2 separate regions of the Pan troglodytes genome follow, and region 1 is linked to region 2. The links are chromatin contacts, called in public capture Hi-C maps. All regions are on one chromosome and are shown on one strand. The core of a region is the stretch at or near the end of the contact, and the rest is flanking DNA. Distances in the headings are between cores, read along the strand shown.

The links. Capture Hi-C pulls out chosen DNA fragments and counts their contacts.
Region 1: a capture Hi-C map of stem cell-derived neural stem cells shows a contact between it and region 2, with 4 times the contacts expected there. The contact joins two enhancer-like sites. A contact is called at or near these places in 1 of 7 Hi-C or Micro-C datasets (stem cell-derived neural progenitor cells) and 1 of 1 other capture datasets (stem cell-derived neural stem cells).

Annotation. Positions count from the first base shown.
Region 1 is chr6:170,378,835-170,385,222 of NHGRI_mPanTro3-v2.0_pri, forward strand. No RefSeq gene overlaps it. Among named protein-coding and RNA genes, the nearest start is that of INSIG1, 49 kb to the left of the region's middle. Within about 2 kb of position 5,032, at least 2 of the 24 cell types and tissues checked have an H3K27ac peak or open chromatin away from gene starts, as enhancers often do. A contact at or near this core is called in stem cell-derived neural stem cells, where this site is marked.
Region 2 is chr6:170,225,454-170,231,993 of NHGRI_mPanTro3-v2.0_pri, forward strand. No RefSeq gene overlaps it. Among named protein-coding and RNA genes, the nearest start is that of INSIG1, 100 kb to the right of the region's middle. Within about 2 kb of position 4,043, at least 1 of the 24 cell types and tissues checked has an H3K27ac peak or open chromatin away from gene starts, as enhancers often do. A contact at or near this core is called in stem cell-derived neural stem cells, where this site is marked.

The DNA.
Region 1 (6,388 bases), core at 3,782-6,281, 150 kb after region 2:
CCTCATTGCCCTCAGTCCTCATTGATCTCAGTCCTCATTGCCCTCAATCCTCATTGCCCTCAGTCCTCATTGATCTCAGTCCTCATTGCCCTCAGTACTCAATGATCTCAGTCCTCATTGCTCTCAGTCCTCATTGATCTCAGTCCTCATTGATCTCAGTCCTCATTCCCCTCAGTCCTCATTGCCCTCAGTCCTCATTGATCTCAGTCCTCATTCCCCTCAGTCCTCATTGCCCTCCGTCCTCATCGATCTCAGTCCTCATTGATCTGAGTGCTCATTACCTTCCGTCCTCATTGATCTCAGTCCTCTTTGCCCTCAGTCCTCATTGCTCTCAGTCCTCATTGATCTCAGTCCTCATTGCTCTCAGTCCTCATTGCCCTCAGTCCTCATTGATCTCAGTCCTCATTGCCCTCAGTCCTCATTGCCCTCAGTCCTCATTGCCCTCAGTCCTCATTGATCTCAGTCCTCATTGCCCTCAGTCCTCATTGCCCTCAGTCCTCATTGCCCTCAGTCCTCATTGATCTCAGTCCTCATTCCCCTCAGTCCTCATTGATCTCAGTCCTCATTGCCCTCAGTCGTCATTGCCCTCAGTCCTCACTGATCTCAGTCCTCATTGCTTTCAGTCCTCATTCCCCTCAGTTCTTATTGCTTTCAGTCCTCATTGCCCTCAGTCATTGCCCTCAGTCCTCATTGCCCTCAGTCATTGCCCTCAGTCCTCTTTCCCCTCAGTCCTCATTGATCTCAGTCCTCATTCCCCTCAGTCCTCATTGATCTCAGTCCTCATTGACCTCAGTCCTCATTGCCCTCAGTCCTCATTCCCCTCAGTCCTCATTCCCCTCAGTCCTCATTGCCCTCAGTCCTCATTGATCTCAGTCCTCATTGCCCTCAGTCCTCATTGCCCTCAGTCCTCATTGCCCTCAGTCCTCATTGATCTCAGTCCTCATTCCCCTCAGTCCTCATTGATCTCAGTCCTCATTGCCCTCAGTCGTCATTGCCCTCAGTCCTCACTGATCTCAGTCCTCATTGCTTTCAGTCCTCATTCCCCTCAGTTCTTATTGCTTTCAGTCCTCATTGCCCTCAGTCATTGCCCTCAGTCCTCATTGCCCTCAGTCATTGCCCTCAGTCCTCTTTCCCCTCAGTCCTCATTGATCTCAGTCCTCATTCCCCTCAGTCCTCATTGATCTCAGTCCTCATTGACCTCAGTCCTCATTGCCCTCAGTCCTCATTCCCCTCAGTCCTCATTCCCCTCAGTCCTCATTGCCCTCAGTCCTCATTGATCTCAGTCCTCATTCCCCTCAGTCCTCATTGCTTTCAGTCCTCATTGATCTCAGTCCTCATTCCCCTCAGTCCTCATTGATCTCAGTCCTCATTGCCCTCAGTCCTCATTGCCCTCAGTCCTCATTGATCTCAGTCCTCATTGCTCTCAGTCCTCATTCCCCTCCGTCCTCATTGATCTCAGTCCTCATTGCTCTCAGTCCTCATTGCCCTCAGTCCTCATTGATCTCAGTCCTCATTGCCCTCAGTCCTCATTCCCCTCAGTCCTCATTGCCCTCAGTCCTCATTGATCTCAGTCCTCATTGATCTCAGTCCTCATTGCTCTCAGTCCTCATTGATCTCAGTGCTCATTGCCCTCAGTCCTCATTCCCCTCAGTCCTCATTCCCCTCAGTCCTCATTGATCTCAGTCCTCATTGCCCTCAGTCCTCATTGCCCTCAGTCCTCATTGCCCTCAGTCCTCATTGATCTCAGTCCTCATTGCCCTCAGTCCTCATTGCCCTCAATCCTCATTGCCCTCAGTCCTCATTGATCTCAGTCCTCATTGCCCTCAGTACTCAATGATCTCAGTCCTCATTGCTCTCAGTCCTCATTGATCTCAGTCCTCATTGATCTCAGTCCTCATTCCCCTCAGTCCTCATTGCCCTCAGTCCTCATTGATCTCAGTCCTCATTCCCCTCAGTCCTCATTGCCCTCAGTCCTCATTGATCTCAGTCCTCATTGATCTGAGTGCTCATTACCTTCCGTCCTCATTGATCTCAGTCCTCTTTGCCCTCAGTCCTCATTGCTCTCAGTCCTCATTGATCTCAGTCCTCATTGCTCTCAGTCCTCATTGCCCTCAGTCCTCATTGATCTCAGTCCTCATTGCCCTCAGTCCTCATTGATCTCAGTCCTCATTCCCCTCAGTCCTCATTGATCTCAGTCCTCATTGCCCTCAGTCGTCATTGCCCTCAGTCCTCACTGATCTCAGTCCTCATTGCTTTCAGTCCTCATTCCCCTCAGTTCTTATTGCTTTCAGTCCTCATTGCCCTCAGTCATTGCCCTCAGTCCTCATTGCCCTCAGTCATTGCCCTCAGTCCTCTTTCCCCTCAGTCCTCATTGATCTCAGTCCTCATTCCCCTCAGTCCTCATTGATCTCAGTCCTCATTGCCCTCAGTCCTCATTCCCCTCAGTCCTCATTCCCCTCAGTCCTCATTGACCTCAGTCCTCATTGCCCTCAGTCCTCATTCCCCTCAGTCCTCATTCCCCTCAGTCCTCATTGCCCTCAGTCCTCATTGATCTCAGTCCTCATTCCCCTCAGTCCTCATTGCTTTCAGTCCTCATTGATCTCAGTCCTCATTCCCCTCAGTCCTCATTGATCTCAGTCCTCATTGCCCTCAGTCCTCATTGCCCTCAGTCCTCATTGATCTCAGTCCTCATTGCTCTCAGTCCTCATTCCCCTCCGTCCTCATTGATCTCAGTCCTCATTGCTCTCAGTCCTCATTGCCCTCCGTCCTCATTGATCTCAGTCCTCATTGCCCTCAGTCCTCATTCCCCTCAGTCCTCATTGCCCTCAGTCCTCATTGATCTCAGTCCTCATTGATCTCAGTCCTCATTGCTCTCAGTCCTCATTGATCTCAGTGCTCATTGCCCTCAGTCCTCATTCCCCTCAGTCCTCATTCCCCTCAGTCCTCATTGATCTCAGTCCTCATTGATCTCAGTCCTCATTGCCCTCAGTCCTCATTGATCTCAGTCCTCATTGCCCTCAGTCCTCATTCATCTCAGTCCTCATTGCTCTCAGTCCTCATTACCCTCAGTCCTCATTGCCCTCAGTCCTCATTACTCTGAGTCCTCATTGCTCTCAATGTTCATGAAGGGCATGAGTTCTTCTGTGTGGTTGGTGCAAAAGTAATTGCAGTTTTTGTCATTACTAATAAATAGTAGCAAACAATGTTATATTTTGTAGGGACACAATTTTCCACGGGTCTCCTAAGTGTCTGTACATCCTGAAAGCAAAGATCTCAATAACCTGTGCCCCAGGATGTCTTGTCACGGATGTCTGCAGACAACCCTGGTTTGGAATATGAAGTGTCCCCTGCAGAGAAAAGATCCCAGTTCCCTAAGCTGGAGGATCCTCTCCTGTCCCGGAATCCACAGTGAGTGCAGGTCTCGTTCTGTGGGGATTAGGGCTTAAATAACTTAGACAAAAATGGCTAGTAATCTGCCTGCTGCTGTGACTGTGAGTAATACACCATCCTTGTTTCTGATGCCGCAGTCTTGTGTCTTTTGCCAGCATCCACAAACCTATGGCAGCCTAACTTGTTAGCCCGCAAGTGGAGTAAGATCTCAGACCCTTCACTGCTCTCGACCCATTTGTAGAATTTTATTAAAAAGCAGACAAACAGTACCAGCAAGAGTTATAATCTAATTAAAAGAGCTGGAGACTCCTATATAGTTCCTAAAGATGAAAGTGTGTCCTGGGCTCCCACCCTCTCCCTGCCTGTCCTATCAGCCACCACAGCGCTGACGCAACCAAAGATGCTTGGTGAAAACTGGGCTAGAGATGAGCTCTTGGTGCCTGTTTCCAAAGCAGGCGTTGTCAGACCTGAGCAGCCTGCTTCGAGTGGGAGAGTCGTCCACTCTTCCCAAGCCCTCCTGCTGTGCCAAGTCAACCACAGCCAACAAGAAGACCAACGCGGTGCGTGGTCGTGTTGCTCTGATGAGGACGGCGGCATGGACAGCTTCAATTTTCAGTGAGGTTGGCGCACTTTACACACACATTCCTTTGAATTCTCAACACATCCTGTAAGGTTGAAACTCTTTTCCCCACGTCACAGACGGAGAGAACTCAGCCAGATCAAGGTCATGTTGCTAGAAAGTGACCTAACTGGGTTTAAATCTACCAGTTTGGCATCTCACGAGTAAGCTGCAAATACTGGATGGAAGCTTAAAACCGTGTTGGTGTCCATCAGGCAAAGCCGAGGAGTGCCGGCGAGGAGGACCAGCCCGGGCTGCCGGGTGCTCCGTGTCCTGCAGACACAAAGTGGCTTTTGGAAGACAAGCTGCTTACCTGGCCTTGTGGCCATCTGGCTCTTGTTTGTGGTGGGGGGGTGGTGACTAAAGGGCATGGGGTGTGGAAGCCGATCTGTCGTTTCTTGTGTCTTATTGGGCACAGGCTGTATTTAGATATGTGGCTCCCAGGGCCCGAGGGGGGACGGCCAGGCTTGCCAGTGGCCAGTTCTGCTCACTCAGCAACCCAAAGTGGGCTCCTGAGGGGGTAGAGCATAGAGGGCCCCCAGGAAGGACCCACCTAGAACTAGATTCTATCTCTCCTTATACACCCCAAAAGTCCTGGGCTGAAATTTCACACCGAATGCATCCCTCGCCCTCATTTTTGTTTTCTTTCTTTTTTATGCTGTTTCTTGTCTTCTCTTTCTTTCTTTTGGGGTGGAATTGTGTCCCCCTAAAAGGTTTTTTGAAAACCTAACTCCTGGCACCTGAGAAAGTGGCTTTGTGTGGAAAGGTCCTTGCAGACACAGTTAGTTAAGAGGAGGTCACGTGGAGTAGAAGGGTGTTTGCACAGTATGCCAGCAACCTTAGAAGAGAGACACACGGAGAGGGGATGCCACACAGAGACAGACACACAGAGGGAAGCCGGCCATGTGACGGTGGCTAAGGAGAGGGGAGTTACAGAGCTGCAAACCAAGGAACGCCAAGCAATGTGGCAAGGCCAGCAGCCGGGAGAGAGGTGCGTGCAGGGAGGCCAGCGGCCGGGACAGAGGCGCATGCAGGGAGGTCAGCGGCCGGGACAGAGGCGCATTTATGGAGGCCAGAGGCAGGCACAGAGGCATGTGCAGGGAGGCCAACAGCCACCACAGAGGCGCGTGCAGAAAGGCCAGCGGCCGGGACAGAGGCGCGTGTACGGAGGCCTGGAGCCAGGACAGAGGCGCGTGCAGGGAGGCCAGCGGCCGGGACAGAGGCGCGTGCAGGGAGGCCAGCGGCCGGGACAGAAGCACAGAGAAGACTGGCCCTCAGAGCCCCCCCAAGGGGGAACCACCTCTCACCAAGACCTTGGTGCTGGCCTCTTGGCCCCCTGAACAGTGAGAGGCCATGCCTCTGTGGTTGTCAGCCCCCGTCTGGCCGTGGTTTGCTGTGCCACCCCCGGACTCTCGCCCCCCTTGCAGTTTTTCTTTCTGTGGCTTTCATTTACTCTCTTTCTTCTTCCTTTCTCATGGGCTTCCCCTGCAGGAAGTACACTTACTGCTATGTCACGAGGTGCAAGCGAATGCTATGGCTGTGCCCCCTGGCTCCCTTTGGGATTTTCCTGGGGCCCCAGGGACTAGAAATGAGACCAGGTGGTCTTTGCCCCCAAGCCTGGCTGCCCCCAGACTCAGTCCCGGCTCAGTCTGGCTCCCACCTCTGGGGCGGCCTCGAGCACGGGCTCATCTTCCCCACACAGCAAACAGAGCCTCGGCAGGCTGGGCTTGGAGAAGCCAAGTCCTCTCAGACAGCAAGAAGGGTTTTATCCTGAGTACGTTTTTTAAAATTAAATTTCAGGAGTGGGGTTGGGAGCAGATTCTTTCTTCTCCCACGAGTAGGTCTTTCCCACGGTGATGACCATAAGGACAACAAAAGAACAAGCGAGAGTCAGCATCACCTCCTGCCTCCCAAGTGAGGGTCAGCATCACCTCCTGCCTCCCGAGCGAGGGTCAGCATCACCTCCCGCCTCCCGAGCGAGGGTCAGCATCACCTCCCGCCTCCCAAGACGCACGGGGAAGCCAGGCGCATCTGTCACGGGTGAGGGCTGCTCTCGCCCAGGGCAGCCCAGGGAGGGGGTAGGCTGTTCAGCAGCCTCTGGGGCCTGGAGAAATCGGGTCCCTTCTGGAGGTGTGACCTGGCCGGAGTCCTCCTGGGCTGACCCAGAGGGGGCCTCCTCAGCCCCTTCTTCCCACAGGAACTGCTGGATCCAGGCCTGCTGCGCGCCACAGTGGGGCCAGCCGGCCTGTCCCGTGTCGGGGGAGACACCCCGCCCAGCTGCCCAGGCACACACCAGCCCGCACCCACCCTCTAAGCCCACAGCTAAGAGCCCATCATGCACTCCAGCTTCAGACCCCGCTCCGGGGCTGCCACTGACTG
Region 2 (6,540 bases), core at 2,793-5,292:
CTATCAAGCGTGGCCACTGAGCGGCACTCACACCCGGCGGCGCGCGCTGGTTCTCCCGCTCCGGCCGCGGGACTGGTGCGCACCTGGGACGCGGCCAGAGAGGCTGAACCCCTAACGTTTTATTCTGATGAATTTAGATTGAAAGATGGAAGCTATGTAAGTTATTTTTCCTTTAAATGGACCTTCATTGTTCCACTAGGGCGACATGTTGCTGCAATGGCTGATCATTCAGCCTCCGAAGGAGACGTGCGGCGACTGAAACGCACACCAGATTTTGAAGACCGTAGGAAAAAAAAAAAAAAAAGCGAGCCAGTCATTGAGACTTTTTAAATTGATTACATGTGGAAATGCTAATGTTCCAGCGGGAGTGGATTAAACAGGACATTATTAACATGCATTCCACCTGTTTCTGGTTACTTTTTAAATTTGGCTAAATGGGCATTTTACATTACAGGTGTGTGGGGGTGGGGGCTGACCTGTGGCCTCGGCTCCTGGCCCTGGGCCTTCCCTTCCTCCCACTTGCCACGGGGGCCGGGTCCGGGAGCAGAGCTCTGCAGTTAGGGCTGCTGAGAGGCCCAGGGTGCAGAGGACGGGTGGGTGCCCAGGCCCAGGGCACAGGGTCAGGGGTCGGAAACCTGCCAGTCTTTAAAACTACATTTCACAAAGGATCCATCCCGGCCGTCTATACATAGGGTGGGTCCTCCGTCAATCCATCCAGCACCCACTGAGTTCACCCCATCTATCCTATGTGTAAGAAAATCGCGGACCGATCACGGGGGCTCATGTCTGTAATCCCAGCACTTTGGGAGGCTAAGGCAGGTGGATCACCTGAGGTCTGAAGTTCCAGACCAGCCTGGCCAACATGGCGATAGCCCGTCTGTACTAAAAACACCAAACTTAGCCCTGCGTGATGGTGCATGCCTGTAATCCCAGCTATTCAGGAGGCTGAGGCAGGAAAATCACTTGAACCCAGGAGGCAGAGGTTGCAGTGAGCAGAGATCACGCCACTGCACTCCAGCCTGGGTGACAGAGCGAGACTCCATCTCAGAAAAAAAAAAAAATGAAAAAGAAAAAAAAGAAAATCACCCAGTGCTTGGCAGTCACCATACAGCCGAGACCCACCCATCATTCAAGTCCACCCCAGGCTGGCTTCATTATTTTGGGGGAGGACTGGACCTTCATTTGACTTGCTATTTACTATTGATTAGGGCCTAGACTTTGTGAAGTTACATGTTAATTTGTAGATATTTTGTCAGTAGAGATGCAAATGATTTCAGTCTGGTGGAGAATGAAATCACTGAAACTACCGGCCCCCAAGGCCATGGTTTTAGTTTGCGGTAGGATATTGATCACTTTGGCCTCTAACTTAGCAGACTTCCTTTACAGGGGCTGTGTTGGCTGATGAAACAAAACTCTGTCAGCCACTCTTTGAACCCGTTGTACAATTTTGCCCTTTCCCAGTCTGGGCTAAGCAAATCTCTGACATGTGTTCATTCCAGATTTGTATGAGAGTCTTATATTTAACTGTTAAGTTTATAAGGTTTACTCAAGTAGTTAACTGAATCAGGAGAGAAATTTGAGATGAGGTTGAGGTTAACCCCTGGGGAAACGATGTCCACAGCATCACAGGGAATGGTTACCCTAAGCCAGGGGCGTGCACGTGGGGAGGGAGGAAAACTGGAAAGACTCTTTCATCCAGAAAGATGAAGGCTGAGAGGGGAGGCAGGTGGCATTTGTGATTCCATAGACAGCGTCAAAGAGAGGAACCTAAGCTTGTTCCCAAACCTGAGAAGGAGAAACCTCTTTTGGGTGAAAAAAGGCTGTGTGAGAGGAGAAAGGAAGGAAGTCTCTGCTTCAATGGTGTCAAAAGTGGAGGAACCTTTGACAGATGCTGGAGTCAGTCTGTGTCCCATGTCTTTGAGGAACTAGCCCCGTGAGATACAGCCCCTGACCTCAGGGAGCAAGCAACCTAGCGGTGTCCACAAAAGCAACACCTGAAGATTAAATAATACAAAATACATTTCAGGAAATACGTAGAACATTTCAAGCCACTGGTGCAGACAGTGGGAGCTCAGAAATCAGAGGAGGAGGTGCCAGTGGGACTGGGGTCTGTTATGTTGTACAGCAAAACGCAATGAAGTTAAGGACCTCGAGAGGAGTTGCTGATCCTGGGCTATCCAATGGAGTCCTAGGTACAGTCACATGTGTCCCCATAAGACGGGCAGAGGGAGATCAGAAGCACCACAGAGGACAGACAAGGGTCTTGAAGACAGAGGCAGAGACTGGGGGATGCAGCCACAAACCAAGGAATCTCAGCAGCCACCAGGAGACAAAGATAGATTCTCTCCAGGGCCTCTGGAGGGAGTGGGACCTGCTGGCACCTTGATTCCAGACCTCGGGACTGCAGAGCAGCAAGAGGAGAGACATTTCTGTTGTTCTCAGCCACCTGGTTTGTGGTGATTTGTTACAGCCACCCCAGGACGTGAATACCTTCCCTCACATGCCTAAGCTGAGATGGTTGGAACCACAGGGCAACTGGACACACACCCCCACTCTCTGCGCTGCACTTGGGTTGCCTCCCAGCATGGCAGTCCCAATGGTCAGACTTCACAAAGGTGCTAGCCTCCAAGAGGACAGTTCCCAGGATGGGGAAGCAAGAGCCCCAGGCATTTGAAGAGGAAGTTACCCAGCCTCGTCCCTCCCACCCCTGAGCAAGCTTCAGGGCCAGCCCGGCACTAGTGGAGGGGAAGGAGCCCATTCTCCCCATGAGAAGACTACAAAGCACCCACCCAGACGGGGTATGTGGGGCTGCTCCTCTGAGCACTGACCCCCGGCTTCCAACCGCAGACCATCCTTAGAGCTCAGCAGGTCCCTTCTCCACATCCTCAACCCTACAGCCTAGAGTTTTCAGTGCCCAGGACGCTTTCAGAACAGGAATGTGTGGAACAAGCTCTAAATCTAGAGTGTAACTTAACACGTACATAAAATTTCTTTCTTTCAGGTTTATTTTTAAGAAGCAAATGTTATTAATTTCCGGAGAAGGAAATGAAAGTAGATGCTGCAATGATAGTGTCTGCAGAACAGCTTCAAAATCACACAAAGAGACTGACTCATGAAGGTGATATTGCAAAACCGGAATGGCATGGGGGCAGACACTGTGCTGTGGAGGGGACAGTGTGGAAGCCACATTCCCTGTTTCCTTCTACCCTCCTCCCACTCTCTTGAGTTGAATCACCCTGTAGTGGGGCCTGGGCCTGCTTGTTCACCCCACGTCTGATGCACGGTTCATTGTTACTCCTTCTTTTAACTGCATCATCCTTTACTTATAAAGAATTTGGAGAGGCAAATAAGGTCGTATTAAAACCAGTTGGGGCATGATATATAATGCATGGTATAGCCAACAATCAACAGTGAATCCTTTGAACACACTTTCTCCAGTGTGCATCTGGTAAGGAGGCTAAGTTCTTAGTGGGATAGCGCTATTATTAATCAGAAAGTTTGAAGGTGCTTTTTGAGAATTAACCCCAGAGCTACAGAGTTATGCATCATTATCAGTATACCAGCCTATACTTTGTTCAGTGCTTTACATTTTAATAAGTGCCTGATTTCTTTCTCAGCACTCTGTGAGGAAGGTGTTACCATTGGTTAAGGATGCAACAGCCAAGGTTGAAGGAGACTAACCGCTTCGCCCTCTGCTTATTATCAGCTGTAAACAGCTTGCAGGAGGACAATCTGCATTGTTCGCAGAGAAGCAAATATGACCCAGAGGTCAGAGTCGCAAGAGCCCAGCAATTTGTCTTTGCTCCTAAATCCACTCTGTGCCGTCCAGGGAGAGATAGTAACACTGATTTCTGAATAGTGCTTTGTGTGTTACAGAGCGGCTTCATATCCAGCGCCTCCCCAACCTCCTCCGCCCTCACTAGGGGTGGATTGCCCCTGAGCAGGGTCTGAGGGGCAATGGATCGGGGTGCTGCGGGGGCTGAAAGCTGCAACTTTGTAGGATGTTTGTGTAGTCATGACAGCCTCGCGGAAAGCCTGGGAGCATGGGGCGTCCTAATCATCCTGACAGCTCCGGGTGGAGGATACACCGCCGTGTTCCATGCCATCGGGACAGAGCTGGGATATGCCAGCCATGGCGAACAAGCACACAGCACAAACCTGTGCCGCACTGTCCAGGTCAGTGCTTCTCATCCAGAGAGGCTTCATCCCTCTGGACAAGCTTGGCCATGTCTGGGGACAGTTTGGATTGTCCCAGCTGGGGAGGGGTGTGGAGGGTGCTGCTGGCATCAGTGAATGAACGGAGACTGGGGATGTTACTAAACATCCTACAAGGCACAGGACAGCCCCTGCCACAGAGAATCACCAGGCCCAAAGTGTCAATGAGGCAGAGGTTGAGGAAGCCTGGCATAGGGGTTTTACCTGTTATGAACATGTTAATCCACCGGCTGATGTGAAACAGATGCCAGGATCAGTCCTCACTTTGCAATTGAAAACAGAAAAAGCAGGGGTCTCAGTCCTTGTATGAAACAAGGTAGTTTTTCAGCCAAACAAAAAACATTAAATGAAATAAAGTCAAGGTACTTTGAATCATTTTGCCTCATAATTTATAAAAAAAATTAGCAGTAATGAATATCAACAGACTAAGTATTGTAAAAGAGGCTTTCAAGAAGCAGAAATTACAGAGAAGACAAAGAAAATAGGCAAAAACACATGACTTACAGGAGATTTTGTTCATTTCTTTTGCTTTGTGTTACCCGCTTCCCATGGTCCTGCCTTCCTTGGGTTATTTGAATATATTTTTTATTCCATTTTAAATAATCCATTGTCCTTTCTGGCTATATCTTTTTGTATCAGTTTATTAGTAGTTTCTCTAGGGATTACAATACATATATTTAACATTTTATAGTCCACTTAGAGTTCATATCTTACCATTTCAAGTATACTATAGAAGGCTTACGACTCTATTGGTTCATTTATCCTCCTCTCTTTATGTTATAATTGTCATATGTACCACATCTCAGTAATAATTATACCCAGAAAATGTTACAATATTTGCTTTCAACAGTCATATACATTTTAAATAATTTAAGAAGAGAAAAAGAATTCATTATATTTACCAGATATTTATCATTTCTGTTGCTCTAATGCCATTCCTGAAGTTCCAAGTGTTCCTCCAGATCATCTTCCTTTTTCCTGAAGAACTTGGCTAAGCATTTCTTTTATAGGTCTGCTAGTGACAAATTCTCTTACTTTCCCTTAATCTGAGTATGTCCTTATTTCACTGTCATTTCTAACATATTTTTGCTGGATATAGAATTCTGGGTTGACAATTATTTTCTTTCAGTAATTTATAGATGTCGTTCCACCATCTTCCTGCTTCCATAATTTCTGATGAGAAATTTGCAGTTATCCAAAGTACTCTTCTCTGATACATAGTATACTGTTTTTATCTGGTTGCTTTTAATTGTCTTTCCTTTACCTTTGATTTTCATTTACAATGCATGTTTTTTTAAGTTTATCTTGTTTAGAGTTTGTTAACCTTCTTGAACCTATATATATACGTTTTTCATCAAGTCTGGGAAGTTTACAACCATTATTTCTTCAATATTTTTCTGCACCAGTGTCCTCCTCCTCTTCTTCTGAGACTCCAATAATAAGAGTATTAGACCTTTTGATATTGTCTCACAGGTGCTTGAGGCTCTGTTTTTGTTTTATTTTTTATTCTCTCAATCTTCAGGCTGTGTAATTCCTATTGATTAATCTTCAAGTTCACTGACAATTTCCAGGATATCTCCCACAATTTTTGGCATTCAGGGGTCTCCTTACCTGGTTCTTCTGGACAGAAAATAGTGTTATCTCCAAGATTTAGCTTCCCACACTGCCATGCAGCTCTGCGTGACTAGGACTACCTTAGGAATAAATTGGTAAAAGAAAAGACAAAAAAATTAACAGGGATTATCCCCCCATTTTTAAAACAGCTGGAGCTCTTTTTCCAGTTTTTTTCTGTCCAGAAAATCAGGTTTTTCTTAGCTTTTTAATTCTTTGTGCTATTGTATAGTTCCACATGACTGGGGCCATCTTTGGAGCCAAGTGGCAACAGTAAAGAGGAAGAAATAAACAGGGATTCACCCCACTCCATTTCCAGTTCCTCTGGTTGGAGAGTTGGGTCTTTCATCAAAGTTTCAGGGCTTCCAGCACCAGGACCAGCAGCATAGTGGTGCAGCTCCACAGCTGGAGCTGGCCTTGGGTCAGGGTCAAGAGAGGAAAGAAAAAGAATAGTGAAAATTTCTCCCACACTCCCTGACATGCAGGGGTCCCTTTTCCTGGTCCTTTGGCTGGAAAGAGAGGTTTTATCCCAGATTTTTGTCTTCTGGGCCCACTGCACAGTTCTGAGATTCAACCCACCCTCAGGTCAGAGCTAAGAGACAAAGAAAGAGGAACAAGGCAAACTCACCCCCATTTGGGGTCATTATCAAGTTTTGACATCAGTTGCCCATGCTTTTGTCATTACTTACTTTTTAGAGGGCTCAGGGAGTTGTT